Regions from separate parts of the Pan troglodytes genome. Here region 2 is linked to region 1. Evidence: chromatin contacts called from public HiChIP or PLAC-seq data. All regions are on one chromosome and are shown on one strand. Each heading gives the region's core, a stretch centred on a gene start, on an enhancer-like site or on the middle of the called end of the contact. The rest is flanking DNA. Distances are from core to core; before and after follow the strand shown.

Evidence for each region. HiChIP or PLAC-seq counts read pairs in DNA pulled down with a chosen protein or histone mark.
Region 2: a contact with region 1 is called in an H3K4me3 HiChIP or PLAC-seq map of stem cell-derived excitatory neurons, with 8 times the contacts expected there. The contact joins the promoter of SOBP here to the promoter of BEND3 in region 1. A contact is called at or near these places in 1 of 7 Hi-C or Micro-C datasets (stem cell-derived neural progenitor cells) and 1 of 1 datasets of contacts at active chromatin or transcription factors (stem cell-derived excitatory neurons).

Annotation. Positions count from the first base shown.
Region 1 is chr5:119,030,212-119,034,943 of NHGRI_mPanTro3-v2.0_pri, reverse strand. It overlaps BEND3 (BEN domain containing 3), which reads left to right and starts at 1,421. Exons shown (of 4, transcript XM_009451772.5): 1 at 1,421-1,736.
Region 2 is chr5:119,409,276-119,414,476 of NHGRI_mPanTro3-v2.0_pri, reverse strand. SOBP (sine oculis binding protein homolog) reads right to left here and starts at 3,649. Exons shown (of 7, transcript XM_016956075.4): 1 at 3,523-3,649. The coding sequence starts at 3,618.

The DNA.
Region 1 (4,732 bases), core at 172-2,671:
ATCCTGTTTTCAATGACACTGAGCACGTATAGATTCTTCTATAAAAGCACCCCCTGGATGCAGGGCTTGGTTCTTCAGGCTGCTTGCTTAATTTTGCATAGCAATTAGTACTGACTTCACTAAACCAGTAATCCAAATACAGCTCGAGAATGTTCCACGTAGTTCCTCAAACTTAACCCTGTGCCTTTTGATTTCAAGCCCGAAGGGGAGGAACTTGCATAATTACTAAATTCCCAATTGGAGTGGTCTGAAGGAGGGTACGGTAAACCCAAACTATACGTTAATTCAAACCCTCGCCGCGACTGGGCAGCAAGGAGCCAACATATGCCTTCTTTTAAAAATCTATTCTACCTATTCACTGACCGCGCAGGGCCGTGCCACATGGTCCTCCCTTGCAGCCAGTCAGCTGTGAGCAGCAGATGGGATCATTTGCATTTTTCTTTTTATACTTTCTTTGATCGGCAAATTAAAGGATTTTTCTTAAATTTACATTCTCATTGTTTGCCTAAAATACAAACGTGGCTAAACTGTTGAATTGGGCTTCCCTGACTCTCACCCAGCACCTCCCCCTCCCCCTACCCAGCCACTGAGACTTGAGAAAATACCCGAGGGGTAGATTTCGTATTTATCAACTGGGAATCTACAGTCCAAGAGTTAGGAGTAGACAGAATCAGCCTTTATTGAGTTGGTGACTCGTGTTTTTCTATTTTAGGCGCTCGGCGCAGACAGCCCGTGGGTTTGTGTTTGTGGGGTGTGTGTCTGTGAGCGCGGGCGCTTCCGAAGCTCTCGCTCCGCAGCCTCACACCCCAGAACTTCGGGTTGCAAGTAGCAGGCAAGATTTTAGCTCTGAGGCTCACAACAGAGGGCGGCCACCGTGCAGGGGGAGTGGCCAGAGCCAGCTTTTCCCAGCGCCAGGGTCGCTCTCCCGGGTCCCGCCGGACTCCATGCCGCCCCGCGGGGCCGCAGGAGCCACCCGGGCCCTCGCGTCCCAAGGTCTTTGTGCCGGTGGCGGCGCGGGAAGACCGGCCCCGGGGGCCTGGGCTGCGGCCCAAAGGCCAAAAATGCGAGAGAGGCGTGGGCGCGAGGCGGGACAAGCTCCGCACAGTCGCCGTCCCGCAAGGGGCAAAAAAGTAGAAAAAGCCGTTTGGGGCCAAACTCTCGGGTCTGAGAAACCACGTTTCCGAGGACGAACTCGCGGTGGGAGGACACATGGGGTACAGGGGACATTGTTCGCGGCGCCTGCCCGGCGCGCCGTGGGTGCGCGGCCGCCGCCCCCGCCCCGGGCAGCCAGCGCGGGCCCACGTGGAGCCACTGCGCCGGCCGAGCGCGCCGGGCCGCCTGGGTCCCGGGAGTGCGCGCCCGAGCTCCCCGCCGCGGCCGTTCACGCCCGAGCGCCGCCGCCGCCGGTCCCGCGTGTGCCCCGCTGAGGGGGAGGGGCGGGCCGGGGGTGGGGGCGGAGGGGTTGTGGTTCCACTGCAGCGGGGGCTCCTGTGTCCTTGTGCGGAAATGACACACGGAGTCCCGTCACGTCACGCGAGAGCGCAGCGCACGGACACACACAAAGAGAGGGGAAAATACACGGCGCTCGCCCGCCCGCCGCCCCCAGCGCCTCCCCGGGCCGCCCTGGCCAGGCCCTCCGCGCGCGGCCCCCACTCCCCGGCCCCGCGCCCTCCCCCCCACGTGGCGCCCAAACTCGGCGCGGGCCCGCCCGGCAAAGTACAGAACTCGCGTCCCAGGTAAGTGCGGGGCGGATCAAGCCGGCCGCGCGGCGGCGGCAGCGTTGGCGGCTCCGGGGCGAGCGGCCGGTAGAGTGGCTGCAACATCCATGCCGGGGTGGGGGCGGGAGCAGGGGAGGGGACGCGGAGGGGGGCTGCTCCGAGCGCGCCCGCCGGTAGTAGCGCCCACCCCCGCGCGGGCCGAGCGACCGGAGCGGGCGCCGGGCGCCCACGGGCTCGCCGCGCCCATTGTGCTGCGCGCCCCTTTGTGCCCGCTCGGAACGCGGCGGCTCCATGGCGTTCTGGGGAGCACGCGCGCCGCGCGGGGGCGGGGGGTTCGCGCGGTGGAACCGTCCGCGCCGCCGCCGCCGCCGCCCGCCCCACTCGCGCCGCGCGCTGGCCCCGCACCCCCGCCGGGCGCCGCGATGGAGCGGCCGGGGCGGCCGGAAGGCTCTGCCGTACTCGCGGCGGCTTGGCGCTCGCGCTCGGCGGGGCTTTGGCGGGGCACTGCTCCGCGTGTGGAAGGGGGTGTCGGAGCGGGAGCAGGGGGCGGGGACTGGAGGGAGATGCCGGGCGGCGAGCGGGAGGCCGGGGGAGCCGCCGCTCGGAGGAACGAAGCCTCCGGAGGCTGCAAATGGAGCGAGGCCGGCCCGCGGCGGCGGCGGCCGGGAGCGGAGAGGGATGGGCCCCGCCGCCAGGGGGCGCAGCGCTCCCTTCCCGGCCGTTCCACGGCGGTTCGCGGTTCCCGCTGCCCAGGAGCTGGAGGCGGGCCCGGCGCCTTGGGTGTGCACCCGGGCTGGCGCGAGGCCTGGCCGGCCAGCCGCAAAGCTGAAGCCTGGGGCGCTCGCCGCTCCTCGTGACCGCTCCTTTCCTTCTCTATGATAAACGTGATTTCCCACGCATGCTTTGCCCTTGCCTCATCCGTGAGCTGTGCACCACCGATTTGGAGGCCCTTGTGTGCTTGTTTACCTACGTCTCCCTATGTAGCTATTTTAAACAAGGTGTTTTTACAGAGATAAAAGTTCTATTGATTGCTCAGGTGGTCTTTCTGGAAGAATTCTGCACGTAAACGCTAACTCGACAAGAGTGCCGGGAGGAACAATGTTACTCACTAGAGTTGGAAATGTGCAGTTCATCTCCTTAAAGTAACTTTTGAATGGTTGAATACAAATAGTAAACATGCCACAGGGCAGCGTGGCATAGTGCCAGAAAGCTAAGGTTGCAGGAAACTGAGGTAATTACGGAAGTGAGTCCTTCAGGTAGCCAGGTATATAAACGGCTGGGATGGAGGACTTTCTCTTGTTACCCGCTCCCCACTTCCACCCTTGCAGTCCGTTTTTCTCTTTTTTTTTTTTAAACCATTCATCCCTAGATATTGACTTTATACTACCATACAAGAGCCTGTCAAGCTTTCCTCGGTACTGGGACTTGGGCAAGATTTTTTATCTCCCTCACAGTTTCACATCCCCAGCCTCTAACCCGGTGTCTCATAACTTAGTAGGCGTTCAGTGCGTATTTCCTTAATGAATGGAGAGAGCCTCTTGGATTCTAGAGGAAAGATGGAGCCAGAGCGCCAGTTGCTGCTGCTGGGTTAGCTGGTGTCTGTGTGGCCCTTGAAATCTGTCACATGAACCTCCTGTCATGGAACATGAGTTTTTTTGTTTTGTTTCTTTTTTTTTTTGAGACGGAGTCTCGCTCTGTCACCCGGGCTGGAGTGCAGTGGCTTGATCTCTGCTCACTGCAACGTCTGCCTCCCGGGTTCAAGCGATTTTCCTGCCTCAGCCTCACGGAGTAGCTGGGATTACAGTCCATGTGCCACCATGCCTTGCTAATGTTTGTATTTGTAGTAGAGACGGAGTTTCACCATGTTGCCCAGGCTGGTTTCCGGACCTCAGGTGATCTGCCTGCCTGGCCTCCCAAAGTGTTGGGATCACAGGCATGAGCCACCGTGCTTTTTTTTTTTTTTTTTTTTTTTTTTTTAAGACAGAGTCTCGCTCTATCACCAGGCTGTAGTGCAGTGGCGTGATCTCTTCTCGCTGCAACTTCCGCCTCCCAGGTTCAAGGGGTTTTCCTGCCACAGCCTCCCGAGTAGCTGGGACTACAGGCGCGTGCCACCACTCCCAGCTAATTTTTTGTATTTTTAGTAGAGACGGGCTTTCACCGTGTTAGCCAGGATGGTCTCAATCTCCTGACCTCATGATCCGCTCACCTTGGCCTCCCAAAATGTTGGGATTACAGGCGTGAGCCACCGCGCCCAGCCTTTTTTTTTTTTTTTTCTTGAGACAGAGTTTTGCTCTTGTTGCCCAGGCTGGATTGCAATGGCGCGATCTCGGCTCACCGCAACCTCTGCCTCCTGGGTTCAAGTGATTCTCCTGCCTCAGCCTCCCAAGTAACTGGGATTATAGGGGCGCGCCACCATGCCCGGCTAGTTTTGTATTTTTAGTAGAGGGGATTTCTGCATGTTGGTCAGGCTGGTCTCGAACTCCCGACCTCAGGTCATTCGCCAGCCTCGGCCTCCCAAAGTGCTGGGATTACAGACGTGTACCACTACGCCCAGCGTTTTTTGTTGTTGTTGTTACCAGAGATGCCATCTTCTTGCTGAAGAACTAATATAACGGGAAAGTTTTATGTGATTCCGCCTACCTTCTCCATGCCCAGCAAGACGACAGGCTGGTTAGGAACTGGCAGATGAGACAGTCAGCATCCCAACAATCTATTAACAGGTGCCATATTGACACATTTTCTTTACATCCTCTCCCTGTGGGTTCTTTCTTGGCTCCTAAGCACCCCTGTGTGAGCAGAAGCATAGCAGAATGTCCAATAATTACAAAGAGAAAAATTGGAGTGAGCCCTGACACAGGTTTGATTAGGTGAAAATGTAATATCCTGTATTAATGTCTCACCTGCTACTTTTTAGCGCTGCCTAGAAAGTCCCTGGAAACAATGAGAAGGAAAACAGCATGTTTATATGAATTGTATTGACACCATGATGAGAAGTTTAAATACCTCAAATTGTA
Region 2 (5,201 bases), core at 2,400-4,899, 380 kb before region 1:
ACTCTGCATCGCTGTCTGATTTTTTAAAATTCTACTAGCCACTAATTAAATAAGGCATACTAATTGTAAGTACATTGGTACAACCAGTCTTTCTAATCAGGAAAAACCAGGATAAGGGAAGAAGAAAAGGAAAGATAAAGAAACACTGTAAAGGTCATAGTGAGACAAACATTTCTACATGAAGATATTTTCAGGGAGTACACTACAAGCAAGCTATGCCAAGTCATGTACTTTTCATACACAAAATTATATTGTATCAAATTTAAATTTGTTACAACTGCCATGTACATTAAACCAGTGATAACGAAAATGTAACTCAATATCTGATCTAGTGAAACAGCAACTAGCATTAGCTCTCAGCCACATGAAGACACTCTTCAATGCCATTACTGGTGTCAGCTAAACCTCAGCCAGTTTGTCTTCTCCAGCCATTTTAAAATAAATATGTGACTATCTCAATTAGGAAATCTTGAAGGAAGTCTCCGTGATGAGGCAAGTTTGTTGCTCATTCTCAGTGCCCTGCATTTGCTGTACTTAAAATAGACACTTGTACCAATGTCCTTTCTATTACCCGAAGGGGGAAAAAAAATCACATACACACCAGTCCTTTTTCTTTCAGCTCACAGAGAAGCAACTCAATCCAACCAGTGTTGAAACCTGAGTAGGTCACTGTACACCACGATAAAATTCCCTAATCCCTGAGCCAAATCTCCCTAAGGGGGGCCTCCTCCTGATCCTCCACTTCCCAGGCTGACTTTTCCATTTGCTCTCTCTTCTTTCCCCCTTTCATTTCCCCTACCTTCAAGCCTTGATATGTGATCCGAGGTGGGGGCTCAGGTTTCCGTTTTTACAGCTTAGGCCACGCTAGCTGTATACATTCCTTTCTTTCTGCCGGGCAGTGATTACTTACCAGGGCTTAGTTTACACTGGTCCAGATGAAAGCCGTTCAGATGAAGGCAAACACAGCCAGGCAGCTCCAGCGCCACCGATATGAAGCTGCACAAGGCCACATTGTGTTCTCGGTGACATTTTGTTGCACACATTTATATACAGGGCAACCAACTTGTTATGTTACTCTACACTTAGGTTCAGGGAGCTGGAGGAGTAATAGTATCATGATGTTTGGGGAGGGGTTTTGCTGATGTGATTATTAATATTAAAAACAGAAAGATATTAAGGAGCTCAAAATAATCTTTCCACCTTTTGACTTTGAGAAACCACTTTTTAAGTGAGGACTTTTGGTGCTGTTATATTAGAAGAATGCCTACTAAACAATTCCACTAGACTCTCAGGCATGGTATACTTGAACATGACTAAAATTTTTGGTTAGGGGTATTTTACTTTGGTCCAAAGAAGAGAGAAAATACTGATCCTACGGACAATTGAATTATTTGCCGTGTAAAACTTCTTATTTAATGCTACTCTGGATTGAAAGGGTGAGGATTAAAACTTCAAATAGTGGGTGGTGATTTGGAAGGAAAATAATATTTTAAAAAGAGGAAATTCTGTGCACCAAGGTTAATTCCATACTTAGTCCTGCAGCATCGGCTAAAAATTGTGTAATTTTTCCCCTTCACACAATGTTGTTTTTGTTTCTTCCTCACCAGTTCAGACAAACATCTGTTATACTGCAGAAGGACAACTATCTCCCAAACCACGGACTGCGCCTGCAGCCAAAATCAACAACGCGAGCCCCAAGCATCGAGCACAGTCAGCCTTTATATCCAGCCGGGATAACATTTCACATGTTTTGATTAAAATTAGCTAATTTGTAATTCTAGAACCTATGAAACTTAAAAGCTGCCATCCATATAGATCACATTAGGCAGCGTTTTAAAGGGCCAGAGCTCCTTGTGATTTCCTAGTGGCTTTCACCTCTCTCCCCTTTCCCCACCCCCAACCTAAAATGAAATGCAAAAGTAATCTGGAAATGCAGGACAGGAGGTAAGGGTAAGTGAGGAAGAATGGTTATTATGGACTGTTTGAATTTTGTTCCCATCAAAAAACAACAACTTCTACCGGTCTTAAAAAAAATAAAATAAAACTGTCCATCATTGGAATCAACGGTGGTTTCCACCATAAGAAACAGCATTGATTTCCAAGGCAAATCTCCCTTAACTCTCCGTTGGACTCATGCTGCACCTCATGCTTCCAGGTACTAAGTTCCTTATCCAGTAATAAAACCCCTAATTCTGATATTTAGGTTGCTTCTGACATTTCTGAGAAGTAAAGCTAAGCATATGCACCTAGGTACGCATACATATATGATATATATCCATGCGTCCCCTGCTAAGCGTGAGCTATGATAGAAAATGCTTGTTCTAATGAAGAAAGCGTCAAAGCGCAATAAATTTGACTTACTTGCACACCATTTTCATCCAGTTTGTTTTTTAAATACAAACTGAACCAAAACTGGCCAAGTAGTAGTATTAAGCCACCTGGTAGTATTAAGGATTTCATGCAGAAGATGGGGAACACCAAGAAGACCGCAAAATGCAAACCTGCTACTTTTTGATGGCTCGCAGAAAAATAAATAAATTGTTTTAAATCAATAGAGACTCGTGAAATCAACACAGAATAAAACCCTCGCCCAGGCAAAAGCCGCAACTTCATGGAAAATAAGGAGGTGGGGGGCAACGAGGGGGTCCGGAGCTGAGCGGTGCTCTTGTGCGATTGCTCTAACGCGAACAGCTGGAGCGCCAGGCTGCTGCGCTCTCCACCTCTGGTGCACCGCTGGCCTGGCGGGGAGCCCAGCCTCGCCGAGAGGACTCCGGGCCGGCCTTAGCGAACAATGGACAGGCGCCCTGCAAAGGCCGCCCCTCAGACAGCTGTCCTCCAGCGGGGCTGGCCGGGGTCTGCTTGGCTGGGAAGTGAGGCAGGCAGAGGCGAGCGGGAGGCGGAGGCTGCCAGTGGTGAGGAGCGGAGGCTGCCAGTGGTGAGGAGCGGACGGGGGCGGGCGAGGAGAGCGGTCAGGACCGTGCCCAGACCCGCGCCTCTCGGGCCGCAGCTCGTCGGGCACTGACGGGCTCTTCACGCCGTCGCAGCTGGTTGGTTGGGGGGAAGCGGGATTGAGGAGCAGGAGGGTGAGCTGGGGGAGAGGGGTGGAATAGAGCTCTCTCCGGGGTGCCCCGGCCAGGAGGCTCCTAACTTTGGAGGGACCCTGAGGATGATTCTCAAAAAGGGGGGAGAAACTGCACCGTCCACTGGGAAAGCCTCTTCCCCTGCCCACCGCCGCTCGAGTCCCCGGTGCCCTCGCCCTGAAACGCGTCCGTGCCAACCTGGGATTCGTAAGGTTAAATAGTATATGGTCCCCCCTCATCAAATCTGAGGTTGGCAACAATTTCGGGGATGCAGCCCTCGAGTTGGCCTCTGCTTTACACCTGGAAGGGGAGCGGAGCCGTTCTGGGCATCCTACAGAAACTGACAAGCGCGCCCCGGTACCCCCCAGATCCATACCACGGCCCACGGGGAGCGGGCGCAAGAAAGAGCTCAGTCTCCCTGGCCCCCGAGATCCAAAAATACCTTCATCTCCTCATTGATCTCCCTTTTCACTGGGTGAGCCGGCTTCCTGCTCCGTTTATTTTCGGGAGGTCTCCCTTCTTTCTCCATTTCTGCCATGTTTTTGTGTCTGGTTTCTGTGGAGATGAAATGGCTGCTGCCGCCGCCGGCGGTGGTGGTGGCGGCGGCGGCGGCGGTGGAGGTGGTGCTGATGGTGGCGAGGCTGGCGGAGGTAGCGGTGCTGGCGGGGCCGGACCGAGCAGCGAGGGGGAGGGCAGGCGCCGAGAAGCGGGGTCTCTTCTAGCGGCGGAGGACGTCAGTGGCTGTCACGGGTAAGGGTAGTGCGGAAAGTCTCGGGGATGCCGCCGCCGTCGCTCCGGCTCCTGCTGCCGCCGCCGCCGCCGCCGCAGCCAACGCCGCCGCTGCTGCCGCTGCCCCTGCCGCCCTCGCTGCCGCTGCCGCTCCCGCCGCCGCCGCCGCCGGGCCGCATCCTCGGGGCCCCGTGGAGTCGTCAGCCATCTTCCGTCGCTCTGTCCGTCCGCATGGGCGCGGGGAGCAAGGGCCGGCGCGGAAAGCGGCCCCGGGCGTGCGTGCGCGGCTGTGTGTGAGCCCGGGAGAGCGCGCCAGCCCCGGCGCCCAGCGCCTCCCGCGAGCCGAGCCGGGGGCGGGCCGGGGGCCGGCGCGGGAGGAGGGGAGGGAGCGCGGCCGGGAGGGGGTCGGAGGGAGGGGAAAGGTGGGGGGGGCGAGGACAGCCCCCCGGCTCTCGAGCGGGCGTGGCTTCCACCGTCACTGGATACGCGGATGCTGCGCGGCTCCGGGGGCTGCTCGCAGCCGCCTGTTCATCCGCGGCGGGCACGGGCGGCTCGCGGCGCCCCCCGCGGCCGCCACCTCCCCGCCACACGCCAGGGGCGCCGGCGCCCGCTCGGAACCCAGCCCTGCTCCTCAGCTCCGCGAGGTGGGCTGGGTTGCGTGTGGAGTTGGTTTTTGAGCCCGTCCTAGGAGCCGCTGAGGAAAAATGAATGGGGGTGAAAGGAGAAGGTTGGGCGGTGGGAGGTCGCGAGATCTGAGGTCGCCTGGTTAGAGGGCCGCCGTCCCCCGGGGAGGGTTGACTGAGCCTGCCGCCTCGGGGGTGCAACGCTGGGGTCTCGGGGAAAGGAAACCACAGCCCGGACGAGCTTCCCCCCACTGAGCTGCCAGGATAGTTTCCCCCTCCGGGGGCCACCGCAGAGTGCGCGGAGGCTGGAGACCCCTTGGAGAGGTCCCCGCGCCCCGCCCGGCCGGTCCTCCACGCGGCGCTGCCTCGGACTGCAATGGCAGTGAAGCTTTTGCCTCTCAAAGAACTACTTAGAAGTAGGACATCTCGGCCTTCAGCCCCTTGATTTCTTTTTCCCCTTGTTCCTTCTCTCTTTCTCTCTCTCTCACTTATGCCCTGCTTCAAAGTAACAGCTTTACGCATGACCCCGCCTGCACCCTTATCTGGGTGTCCTGGGTTTCGCCCAAAAGGTTGGGCTGAGTGGGAGCTTCTGGGAGCGCACGGTCCCGCGTAGGGTCCCGCTCACCCGGACCCCGGACGCTCTCGCCACGCCCCGGTGGGATCCTCCCCTCCCCGCCCGGTTGCACTTTCTCCTCCCGACTTCCCAGCTAGCGCCTGCCCTCCATGGAGCGGTGCTCGCTCCCTCTGCGCTCTCATGTCCCCTCTTTGG